2 separate regions of the Mus musculus genome follow, and region 1 is linked to region 2. Evidence: chromatin contacts called from public promoter capture Hi-C data. All regions are on one chromosome and are shown on one strand. Each heading gives the region's core, a stretch centred on a gene start, on an enhancer-like site or on the middle of the called end of the contact. The rest is flanking DNA. Distances are from core to core; before and after follow the strand shown. Region 1 has its middle 17 kb from the start of Rprml. Region 2 holds the start of Acbd4 (acyl-Coenzyme A binding domain containing 4).

Region 1 (5,309 bases), core at 1,910-4,409, 560 kb before region 2:
CCCCCCTTGATCACTAATTGAGAAAATGCCTTGCAGTTGGATCTCATGGAGGCATTTCCTCAACTGAAGCTCCTTTCTCTGTGATAACTCCAGCCCGTGTCAAGTTGACACACAAAACTAGCTAGTACAATTGACACCTTGTCGACTTGACTCACAAACACATCACTATTAAACCTCAACCCTTAGTTTCTTATTCATCCCCAAGATCTAAATAACTTTAAAAGTCCCACAGTCTTTGCAAATTCTTAAAATTTCAATCTCTCTTAAAATCCAAAGTTTTTACAATTAAAAGTCTCTTAACTGTGGGTTCCACTAAAATACTTCCTTCAAGAGGGAAAAGCATCAGGGCACGGTCACAATGAAAAGCAAAATCAACCTCCAATTGTCCAATGTCTGGGGTCCAACTCACGATCTTCTGGGCTCCTCCAAGGGCTTGGGTCACTTCTCTAGCCTTGCCCGTTGTAGCACACACGTTGTCTTCTAGGCTCCAGCTGCCTGTACTCCACTGCTGCTGCTGTTTTTGGTGGTCATCTCATGGTACTGGTATCTCCAAAACACTGCTGTCTTCTACTGTAACTAGGCTTCATCAACAGCCTCTCATAGGCTCTCTTCATGGTGCCAAGCCTCAACTCCTTTGCATGACCCCTTCTGTCCTGGGCCATCAATTGCAACTGAGGCTGCACCTTCACCAATGGCCTTCCATGGCCTATCACAGTGCCGAGCCTCAGCTGCTCTGCATGACCCCTTCATGCCTTCAAAACCAGTACCACCTGGGTGACTCTTACACATTACCAAGTCCTGCTGCTGCACGAGGTACAACTTTGGCTATCTCTGGAACACAGCCTTTTTGTGCTCTCAGAAAGCATTTCCCAGAAGATGTCATCTCAACGATGCTGGTCTCTTCTTAATCACCGCTAATTTCTTAGCTCCAGCTAACCAGCATCAATAGTCCCAGTAATGCAAAAGTTTCACTTTAGTAGTTCTGGTATCTTGTTAATCACAACTGATTCCTCAGCCCCAGCTAACCAGAACCAGAGAATCTTCCCAATTAAAATAGCAATGGCCCTGAAAAGAGTCTTTAATCTTCCCTCTGAAATTTCACAAGCCAGACCTCTCCATCTTCTGCACTGTTCTCAACATTATCTTCCAAGCTCCTACACAACATCTGACAGAGCTCTTAACAACGAATGGATCTTCAAGCCCAAAGTTCCAAAGTCCTTCCACAGTCCTCCCCAAGACAAGGTCAGGTTGTCACAGGAATACCCCACTATGCTGGTACCAATTTGTCTTAGTCAGGGTTTCTATTCCTGCACAAACATCATGACAAAGAAGCACTTGGGGAGGAAAGGGTTTATTCAGCTTACACTTCCACATTGCTGTTCATCACCAAAGGAAGTCAGGACTGGAACTCAAACAGGTCATGAAGCAGGAGCTGATGCAGAGGCCATGGAGGGATGTTCTTTACTGGCTTGCTTCCCCTGGATTGCTCAGCCTGCTCTCTTATAGAACCAAGACTATAAGCCCAGAGATGGTACCACCCACAAGGGGACCTCCCCACTTGATCACTAATTGAGAAAAAGCCTTGCAGTTGGATCTCATAGAGGCATTTCCTCAACTGAAGCTCCTTTCTTTGTGATAACTCCAGCCTGTGTCAAGTTGACACACAAAACTAGCCAGTACACAGTCAGTGCTCTTAACCACTGAGCCATCATCTCTCTCTAGCCCCTAGATAACTTCTTTTTAAAAACTGAAAAAAGATTGTGTGAGGGGGTGAGAGAGAGGGGAAGGGGAGGAGGAGGGAGAAAGAGAGAGAGAGAGAGATGCAGATGTCTTTGGAAGCCTGAAAAAGCTGTCAGATCTCCTGGTGCTGGAGTTATATATGGTTATGGGCCACTCCGTGCAGTTTCTGGGAACCCTTCTTCTTTGAGCAGAAAGTGCCCTAAACCACTGGGCTGTCTCTCAAGCCCCTCACTCTCTTACTATGGGAACTTGAGGTCCTCTTTTGCAGTTGTTGCCTTTTCAGTATCTCTGAGAGTCCACGGGAGTTGGCACCCACCCACCTACCCCCACACATCTCTTTCCTATTGGTGACCCCCTGGCAGGGCTTTTGGATTGTCTCCTTCCTCACGGACCATAGCCCACGCTCTCTGCTGCTCTATCTAGGGTGGGCAGGATGCCACTACTTGGGGAAATGCTGAGGGCAAGGGAGCAACAAGGCCAGGAGAGGGAACTAAAGGAGGAGAGGGGGCACGGGGAGTGGAACTGCTGAGCGTGGGCTCAGTCCCAGAGCCAAAAGCCTGCGCTGCAAATTGCTTTTTCCTTCATGTCTGTCCCAGGGAAAGGCCCAATTAAAATAACACCTATTGAAAACGGAAGCAGAATTGCAACAGGCTGCCTATTAGGCCTGTCTCCACAGGCAACGAGGGGTAGCTGTGAGCTTGAGGAACCCTCCCTGTGTGAGCACAGATCGCCCCCGAGCTTTGGGAAGACTCCAGAAAGGGGCTGCCCCAGCACCTGACCCGAGAAGAGCCCGGACCCTGACGCTTTGAGGGTACCCTGTGCAGGGGCCGGATACTTTCCAGGGCTGAGTCCTGAGGCTTGATGAGACCGAAAGCATCCGGTTCTAAGTCTAAGAACAGGATCAGTGTAGTTGAAAGGAAACTTCTCAGGGAAAGACAACGTGTCAGGGGCCACCCAGCCCGCTAGGGGTGACAGCTGGAGGCAGAGAGAAGGTTACATATTTGGCATTCACGGCTTCTGCCACTTTATTCTACTGCCTTGAACATCCCATCCTAGCCTTGGCCTGGGACCCTGGTCCTAGCCACAGTTCCTACACACTGGCCCTGTGCCATATTTCTGCTCAACACAGCTAGGTAAGGGAAGTAGGGGCTATGCCAAAAAGATTTTTTTTTTTCTGGTTTCAAAGCATCTCTCCAGACCCCTCAGGAACTGGTCTAAGTTCTTCCTCACATAGCCAGACTGCGGTGTCCCTAGGAGGCAGGCAGAGATGGGATGGACACAGTGTCTAAGCTGGCCAGAACAGTGGGTTCTGGAGGTGCCTGCTGGCCGCCCACAGGGAAGCTTAGTAGTGGGTGGTATTCTCTCCACTGGGCCATGTCTCAGCTACCCAGGGTTGGTTTCCATGACAACAACAAGCTCCTTACCCATCCTGTTCATCCTTAAAAGATTCCCACCCCAGCTGTCTGAGCCTGGGCTCCTCGCCCAGCTGCCTGCCGTACCAGCAGCCCACAGCTCCAGAGCCCAGGTTTAGCAGTGAACTGTCAAGCCTCCAGAGAGAGTCTCCTGGGAGGTGCCTGGTAACTGGCCAGTCTTAGAAAAACGTCCACATGATTGCTTCTTAATTGGATTAGGAACTCGCTCCCAGGGGTTCTCTGCCCTCCACGTTGCAGCCAGGTTCCTCCAGTCTTTTGGCTCTCAGCATTAAGATCTTCCCCGTCCCCTGCTCAGTGTCCCCAGCTGTAAGAGTGCTGCTAATGGGGACTTCTGCAAAGCCAGTTACATACCCAATGGGAAAAGAAATGCTCTGATACCTTCAGAGATGAGACACAGCCCCAGCCTGGAGCTGTTCAGGGGCGCCACCCCTCTCTTGAGCCTCAGGTAACCCCTATTCCTGGCCTCTGCACATTGTTTCTGCTTCTCTGCCCTCCCTCTCTACACAGAAGCTCCTTCACAACCCAGCTCCAAATCCCCTCCCACCAGAAGTCTTCCTGTCTCAATAATTTCCCCCTCTGTCTTCTCACAGTGCCTATATTTAGTCCCTGTAACATGACTTGCCTTATGGTATATTGTGCCAGGGAGGGGGGGTGGGAGATCCCTGGAGCTATTTATTTTTCTGAAGTTATTTTTTTTTTAGTATGTTTTCTTTCTCTGCTGAAAAATTCTTCTAGTGAGCATATGTTGTTTACCTGCCCGGCACACAAATCCTGATCCCCTTTTCTTTCTTATGGAAATCCCATCCCACTGGCCAGCTAGAATCGCTGCCTCCTCCTCCAATGATAAGAATCTGGCCAAGCAATTGACTGGTCATAAATATTGATTTAAAGATGACCACATGACTGGGTAGAGCCAAACAGGATTTCCTCTGGTATTTCTGTGGACACAGCCAGCTCTCTGACAACTATCAATTCCCCCTGTGGTACTTACCTAACAGAAACAGAGATGCTTGCAGGTAGGAATTGTCATGCCCCTTAGTTCTGGGCAGTAAGACATGGACAGAAGTTGCTGGGGAAGACGATTAGGAACAGACTCAATTGGCGTGGCCTCCACCCCAATCTTAACGGATGCCTCTCAGGTCCCTGACACCTCAGCCTGAGTGGTTTCATTGCAGTCAGGTAAGAGGCTGCCTGACGGTGAAGCTCGCCAAGGCCAGCGCTGGAGCCAGAGTGAGGAGAGAGAGTGTGCACGACATCACTAACACCCGTACATCCAGCCATGCTAGAAGCTTGGGCTGTCCCAGTGTGGAGAGATGGCATTTCCTGTCCCTGCCTCAGCCGGCCTGCACTGGGTTTCTCTCTCTCTCTCTCTCTCTCAGTGAAAGAGGCTTGAATGGAAACCTCCACAAGACCCAAATCCTGTGCAGTAAGACTCAAATCTGTACAATAAAATGCTAAGTGCAGGGATGAAAGGCCGTAAATCGTTCTTTGAGTGGCCAGATTCATAATAAAAGTCAGGTGAGAGTTTGAAAAGACGTTTACATGCAGACTAGGCCAACTAAAGGACAGACTTGTTAGTTATCTGAGTAGGTCTCAGGCCACGGACATCTCCGAAACAGTGCATGAGCCAGCCTTATCTTTACCGAACCCTTCCTTCAGCATTCATACCTCCAGGGAACCTGCACCATCATTCCTGACCCCGCCATCCTGTCTTAGTGATTACTTTGCTCTGATTTTTCTCCTGGGTCGCTGTACCTGGCCCAGGACCTACCCACCCTAGGCAGGTGCTCTTCCACTGAGCTACACCCCCAGGGATGGCTTACTCCTTTTCAAAGCTCAAGCCAGCTGTGCCTCCATGAACCAATTGAGCACTGTGTGTGTCTTCTCCCCAAGTCCCACCCCACCAGTGAGTGGAGACCCCTCTAGATTGGAGCATTTTGGGTGTCTTTGACTTCAGACTAGGGGGCCCCCGGTGTGTAGGGTGGCCCTATTAGACTGGGGTTCAGACGCTGCTTCTACTCGTATCAGAATAGACCCTCAATCTGTCTCTGTCTCAATGGCAAGATAAGAAAATATGGAGTCTGAACTACAAGTCTGCAGCGGGGAGGAAAAGAGAAAGAGTGAGCGATTAGCATA
Region 2 (5,256 bases), core at 322-2,821:
TCTCTAGACACCCATTTCCAATTCCTGAACAGGCGAATCAGCGAACGAGGAGGAGTCAGGATGGGACGAACAGCCTTCAACCCTGGCTCCCCGCGCCCCAGCCTCTCACTCACCCCTAGGCGCCCACTGCCAGGACACCAGGGTCCTCTTCTCATCACTCACCAGAGGCTTCCGATTGACCTCTTGTTCCAGAGGGGCAGGGATAGGGCGGGATACAGAGCTAGGAGAAAAGCCAACCAGAGGCACCGTTTCGTATTGGTCTTTTATACCCTAACCAGTAAGGAAGGCTCTTTCAAGATTATGCAAATAATGCTATCCTGCCTCGCCCAGCCAGGCGGGGCTAATTTATGGGTGGCACTCCGCACCGCGCGACAGCCCGAGGCGGGCTGCAGCGCCTCCCGGTGGACACACTGATGGTCGCAGAGTCCTCGCGCCCCCTGGTGGAAACCCACGGGAGTGGGTTGATTGATGCGGGCTCCGCCTGTCCGAGGCACCTCGACTCAGCTCTTGGAACACGTCTACGCTGGCAATAGAGGAGAGTCCTGGAGCCCGGCGTTCCGCAGAAAGGACACTGGAGCTGAGTTTTGGAAAAAGTAAGAGTGAACCAGAAAAATAACAACAAAAAAAAGGAACACTCCTGGAAGGAATCAAGAGATCAAGCAGAGGCGAAGGTTTGACAAATAGTAAGCAAATTTAAGATCGCAGTGGTGATGGGGACTTAAGCTAGTATGAAGAATTGTCGGGACTTGGATAAATGAGGAAAGAATACAGCGGGACAAGTAGATGGAGATTCTAGGACCCGAAACTCGCTACTTTTAGCGTGGGAAGCCTGGCTGTAGGTCGCGTCCAAGTGACAATATTCGACCAGCTCGCTGCCCCTATCCAAAGCTCGTGCTTGAAAGCCACATGCACACTCCACCCTTTCGCATTCACAAGGGTACGTCTAACACTACACCGGCACCCGTACAAGGAGGTTTTCCTTGGCTGACGTCATCAACACCTTGGCAGAGTGTTGTGCAGATCCCTTGACCAAGGATGGAGTGTCGCTCTGGGGTACCAAGCTTCTGGAACTCTAAACTTAGTCTCATCTTAGTCTTCAGATCGGTTGGCCGCAAGGCATCCACCTTTGAGGACTGGCTATTGGCCCCGAGCCCGGAGATTAATTCATGACGTCACTGCCCGAGCCTCTCGTCCCCATTCCTGCGCAGCTCTGCTTCAGAATTCTATGGGTTTCCTCCGTACTAGGACCCTGTGGCCCGGGACGATCTCCTATAGATCTGTCCCTTGTCTGGCTCCCTAAGGGACCCGGCTAAGGTGGATGGACTAGGGTCCTGAGTTCCCAGAAAAAATGTGTCTGCGCCGGAGGACAAACCTATCCCTCCGGGAAATTCAATTCCCTTCAACAGGGACTCTGGCCAATGGTAGAAAGGAGATCCGGGGACCTCTAAGGAAATGGAAAGACCGACTCACTAGTAGGGGCGAACGCGTAGACACCAGGGCGCGCAGCTCCAGGCCTGGGGTCCCGCAGGCGCCTCGCACCGCCTAAGTTCGGCCTCGCTCCGCCCACCTCCACCTCGTCCCTCCCTCTCTCCCTCCTCCCGAGGTCTCCTCCTCCTGACTCCTAGGGCGCCGCTAAGTTTCTTAGCTCCGGACCGCGCCGCGGGCTGTGTTCCCGTTGCCCGGTTCTCACGCACAGATCCCGGGCCTGGCCCTGGGCCCTTCGAGACCATGCTGTGCGGTGGCTGGAAAAGGAGTCGCCGCTCGCCGGAGGAATCCCGGGTGTCCGCCCAGGTCGCAGCGCCCCTCGCGTTCCCGCCCTCGCCCGCGTCGTCGGACAGCAGCACCAAAAGGCCTGGGCTACGGGCACTGAAGAAGATGGGTCAGTGACACACAAGGATGGGTCCGGGTGGGCGCGCACTGTCTCTAGGGACAACCTGGACGGAGCGGGGTGTACGGGCCACCTGGTTTGCCAGGGTGCTTGGAATTGGGGAGGATCTGACCAGGAGCACCAGCACTGTTCCAGTTGGGGTTCACACCTGGGGTCATCAGACTTCCAGGCTGTTTTAGAAGGCTTGGATGCCCCCGGTGCATTCTCACCGGGAGGCGCTCGCGGGGCCGTGCTGGGGTGAGAATTTGGGACTCGGGGCATGGATAGGGTTGCTGGAGAGTGAGGAGAATGGACTGAGAGATAAAGCTTGGAGTTAGGTTGGGGATGTAGCTCAATCGGTAGAGCTCTTAGCTCTGGGTTAGATCCCCAGTATCACAACGACTTACTGTTGTTAATCTCCCAGCACTGGCGAGGTGTCAGTAGGAGGATCAGGAGTTCAAGGTCATTCTCTGCTACAAAGTAAAGTGTGTGTGTGTGTGTGTGTGTGTGTGTGTATGAGTCTGGGGTCTATGAGACTCTGTTTCAAAAAAAAAAAAAAAAATACAATGCCAGGCAGTGGTGGCGCGCGCCTTTAATCCCAGCACTCGGGAGGCAGAGGCACGCGCACGCGGAGGTACGTACATTCATCTCCCAAGTGCTACTTGAGGTCTGTGGGCATCTTACAGCACCTGCTGTTCTTGATCCTGAGGGGCTGTTTACAGATGGCCTCTGCGAGATTCTAGACACCCAAGCCAGCCCTGTAACCCTCAGGTCTTCTCTGCCAGCAGTAACAAAGCCCTGGCAAGACCCGGGGCAATGGTGCGAAACAGTCCAGCTTCCTATTTCAGAGGTGAGAGGGAAGTCACTAGTCTTCAAGGAGCCCTCGAGTCGGCTCAATACCGCTGTGGTTTGCAGGTGTGGTGCTAAGCTCACCTTCCTGAGGTAGGTGTCCTGCACCCCATTTCACAGAGGAGGAAACTGACTCAGACATCAAAGAATCTAGTCGGGGCCACTCAGACTGTGTGCCATCCCAACCTACACGCTCAGAGTCTCGGCAAAATGGGACTCCCTGGGCTTGAACAAGGAGCATTTTATAAACTGTGAAGTGCAGGAAACTGAAGTGGTTTCTCAGGACTGTCAACCTGGTGACAGAACTCAGGGGTCCCAGATGCCAGCCTCCCCGGCTTCCCTCTCAGCTGTGCCCTCCTCTTCCTCATTCCACCAGAATGTATTGGATGTCCTCACCATGAGCATTGTGCCTGGGGCAGCTCTTCATCCTTCTCCGGTCCAGTCATTCAAGAAGTCAATATTTACCTACCATACAACAACAAACACAGCACACGCGGGCCTGTCCAAAGAGAGCTAAACAGCTCAGTACTGCTGTCAGAAGACGGACCTTGAGGGAAAGAGTCAGGGAGGGAGGAGCGGACTGTGATGCTGGGGAGGCAGAGAGGACCCCACTGAACCCCAGAGCTGGATGGAAGCTCATGTGAAGAGGAGAGAGGTAGACAGACACCTTAGAGTTTCTCTGAAGTTTGGGTGGTGCTAAGGGTCCCAGAAAATCCACTGGCTGAGTTAGAGGAGCAGATGGATAATAGGGTGGTCAAATAGGGCTGAAAGGAGGCAGGGAGTAGCTCGTGAAGAGGTGTTGGGGTTCAGGTGAGAGAGGCACAGAAGAGGAGGACGCACAGGCACGAGGAGGAGACAGGGTGGTGGCTGTCTAATATGAAGTCAGCCGTCTCTGGCTAGAGGTGGCACTAGTGGGGTTGGCTGTGTAAGATGATCTGCCACGGAGGCAGGACAGGGCTCTCGGGAGAAGCAGCCTGAGCCGTTGGCCCCTGGGGGTCGTGGATGCTGCTGGGGACAGAAAGGAAGCTTCCCACACCTGGGGCCATTTGCTGAGCCCCCGTCAGTGGCCACAGCACTAGGCCAGGGGCCGAGGCCACCAAGCAGGACAACTGAGGCTTGCCCTAGAGGTACACAGTGTAATAAGAAGAGACTTGTGGACACATAATTACGGGAGCGCCCAACTGAGTGTGTGTCAGCTGAGCGAGGCTGCACGGGAGCCCTGTGGAGCTCATCCTGAAACTATGGACTTACCAGCATGTCATCGTGCCCTCCCTGCCACTGGCTGAGTGACTGCTGAGTGACCACACAGAGTGTTGTAAGGAATGCCACCTCCTCAAGCAGTGCTGAGCCCACAATGGCTGAGGCCTAGGCCTGTCACCCACGTAGCCTCCATCCCCGCTGCAGATGCTGCGCCTCCCGAGATGACCCTCACCACCCCGCTCAGGCTAAGAGAAAACAGATCTTATTTCAGGTCAAGGAACTGGAGCAGGGAGTATCTCAGAGGAGCCCCAGGGAGGAAAAGGCCTGTGGAGCCACAGTAGGGGGAACCAGGCCAAGGACAGGGGAGGAGAGGAGTGGGAGCCATCTGCAGCTTGGGGTGGGGGTTTGGGGGTGGGCCAGACCAGCTCTTCAGGGAATCATAATACTCTGAGCACTCCTGCCCACTGGGCTTACCTTAGACTTCACCCTACTTATTCTCAGCCATTCCTGGGGCATGTGCCCTCCTCAGTGACAGAGAGACACAATGTGACAGGATAAAGCCATTAAGGGACCCTGGCTGCCTGCCATCACAATCAAGGTTCCAAGGGCACGCTTTGTTGCCACAGTTAGTGAGTGCTAACACCTTCATAGCATCGTGCCGTGTGCTCTGTGTATCATCCCATTCCGCGCTCACAGTCACATGAGGTAGATGGCACCACAAGTGTCATTTTACCATGAGGTAAGGGGCCCAGAGAGGGCTCAAGGCTGGAAGCAAGCCAGCTGTGGTGGCCCGTGCCTGGAATCTCAGCCCTGGAGGGATGGAGAGGCCAGCCTAGTGAACAGATTGAGTTCTAGGCCAGAAAGGTCTATGTATCCATCAAGGCCCTGTCTCAAAGCAAAGGAAACCAAAAAGCCAGAAGTGATGGAGAGATTTGAATCCTGGTGCTGTGGTCCCGAGTCTAGGCTCTAAATGCAGGGATGAAGGAGACTCTCATCAGGAAAGGACCTGCTGTTTCCCAGAGGTGTCTCCCTGGGCTGCCAACGAGATATAGGATGCTAAATTTATTATTTATTTGTTTGTTTGTTTATTTTTTGGTTTTTCGAGACAGGGTTTCTCTGTGTATCCCTGGCTGTCCTGGAACTCACTCTGTAGACCAGGCTGGCCTCGAACTCAGAAATCTGCCTGCCTCTGCCTCCCGAGTGCTGGGATTAAAGGCGTGCACCATCACGCCCCTCTAGGATGCTAAATTTAAATGTCAGGTAGACAAAAAAGAATTTTGGATGTACATATGTATCTATCTCTAGAAAGTGTATGTAAATTACATATCCATGGTTATATA

What was found. Promoter capture Hi-C pulls out the DNA fragments that hold promoters and counts their contacts.
Region 1: a promoter capture Hi-C map of hippocampal neurons shows a contact between it and region 2, with 2.0 times the contacts expected there. The contact joins the enhancer-like site here to the promoter of Acbd4 in region 2. A contact is called at or near these places in 2 of 39 promoter capture datasets (hippocampal neurons and pre-B cells), 1 of 15 datasets of contacts at CTCF or cohesin (embryonic stem cells) and 1 of 484 Hi-C or Micro-C datasets (embryonic stem cells).

The regions. Positions count from the first base shown.
Region 1 is chr11:103,664,276-103,669,584 of GRCm38.p6, reverse strand. No RefSeq gene overlaps it. Among named protein-coding and RNA genes, the nearest start is that of Rprml, 17 kb to the right of the region's middle. Within about 2 kb of position 3,159, at least 53 of the 459 cell types and tissues checked have an H3K27ac peak or open chromatin away from gene starts, as enhancers often do. A contact at or near this core is called in hippocampal neurons, where this site is marked.
Region 2 is chr11:103,098,003-103,103,258 of GRCm38.p6, reverse strand. Acbd4 (acyl-Coenzyme A binding domain containing 4) reads right to left here and starts at 1,571. Exons shown (of 11, transcript NM_025988.2): 1 at 1,471-1,571; 2 at 163-577. Plcd3 (phospholipase C, delta 3) reads left to right here and starts at 1,601. Exons shown (of 15, transcript NM_152813.3): 1 at 1,601-1,879. The coding sequence starts at 1,729.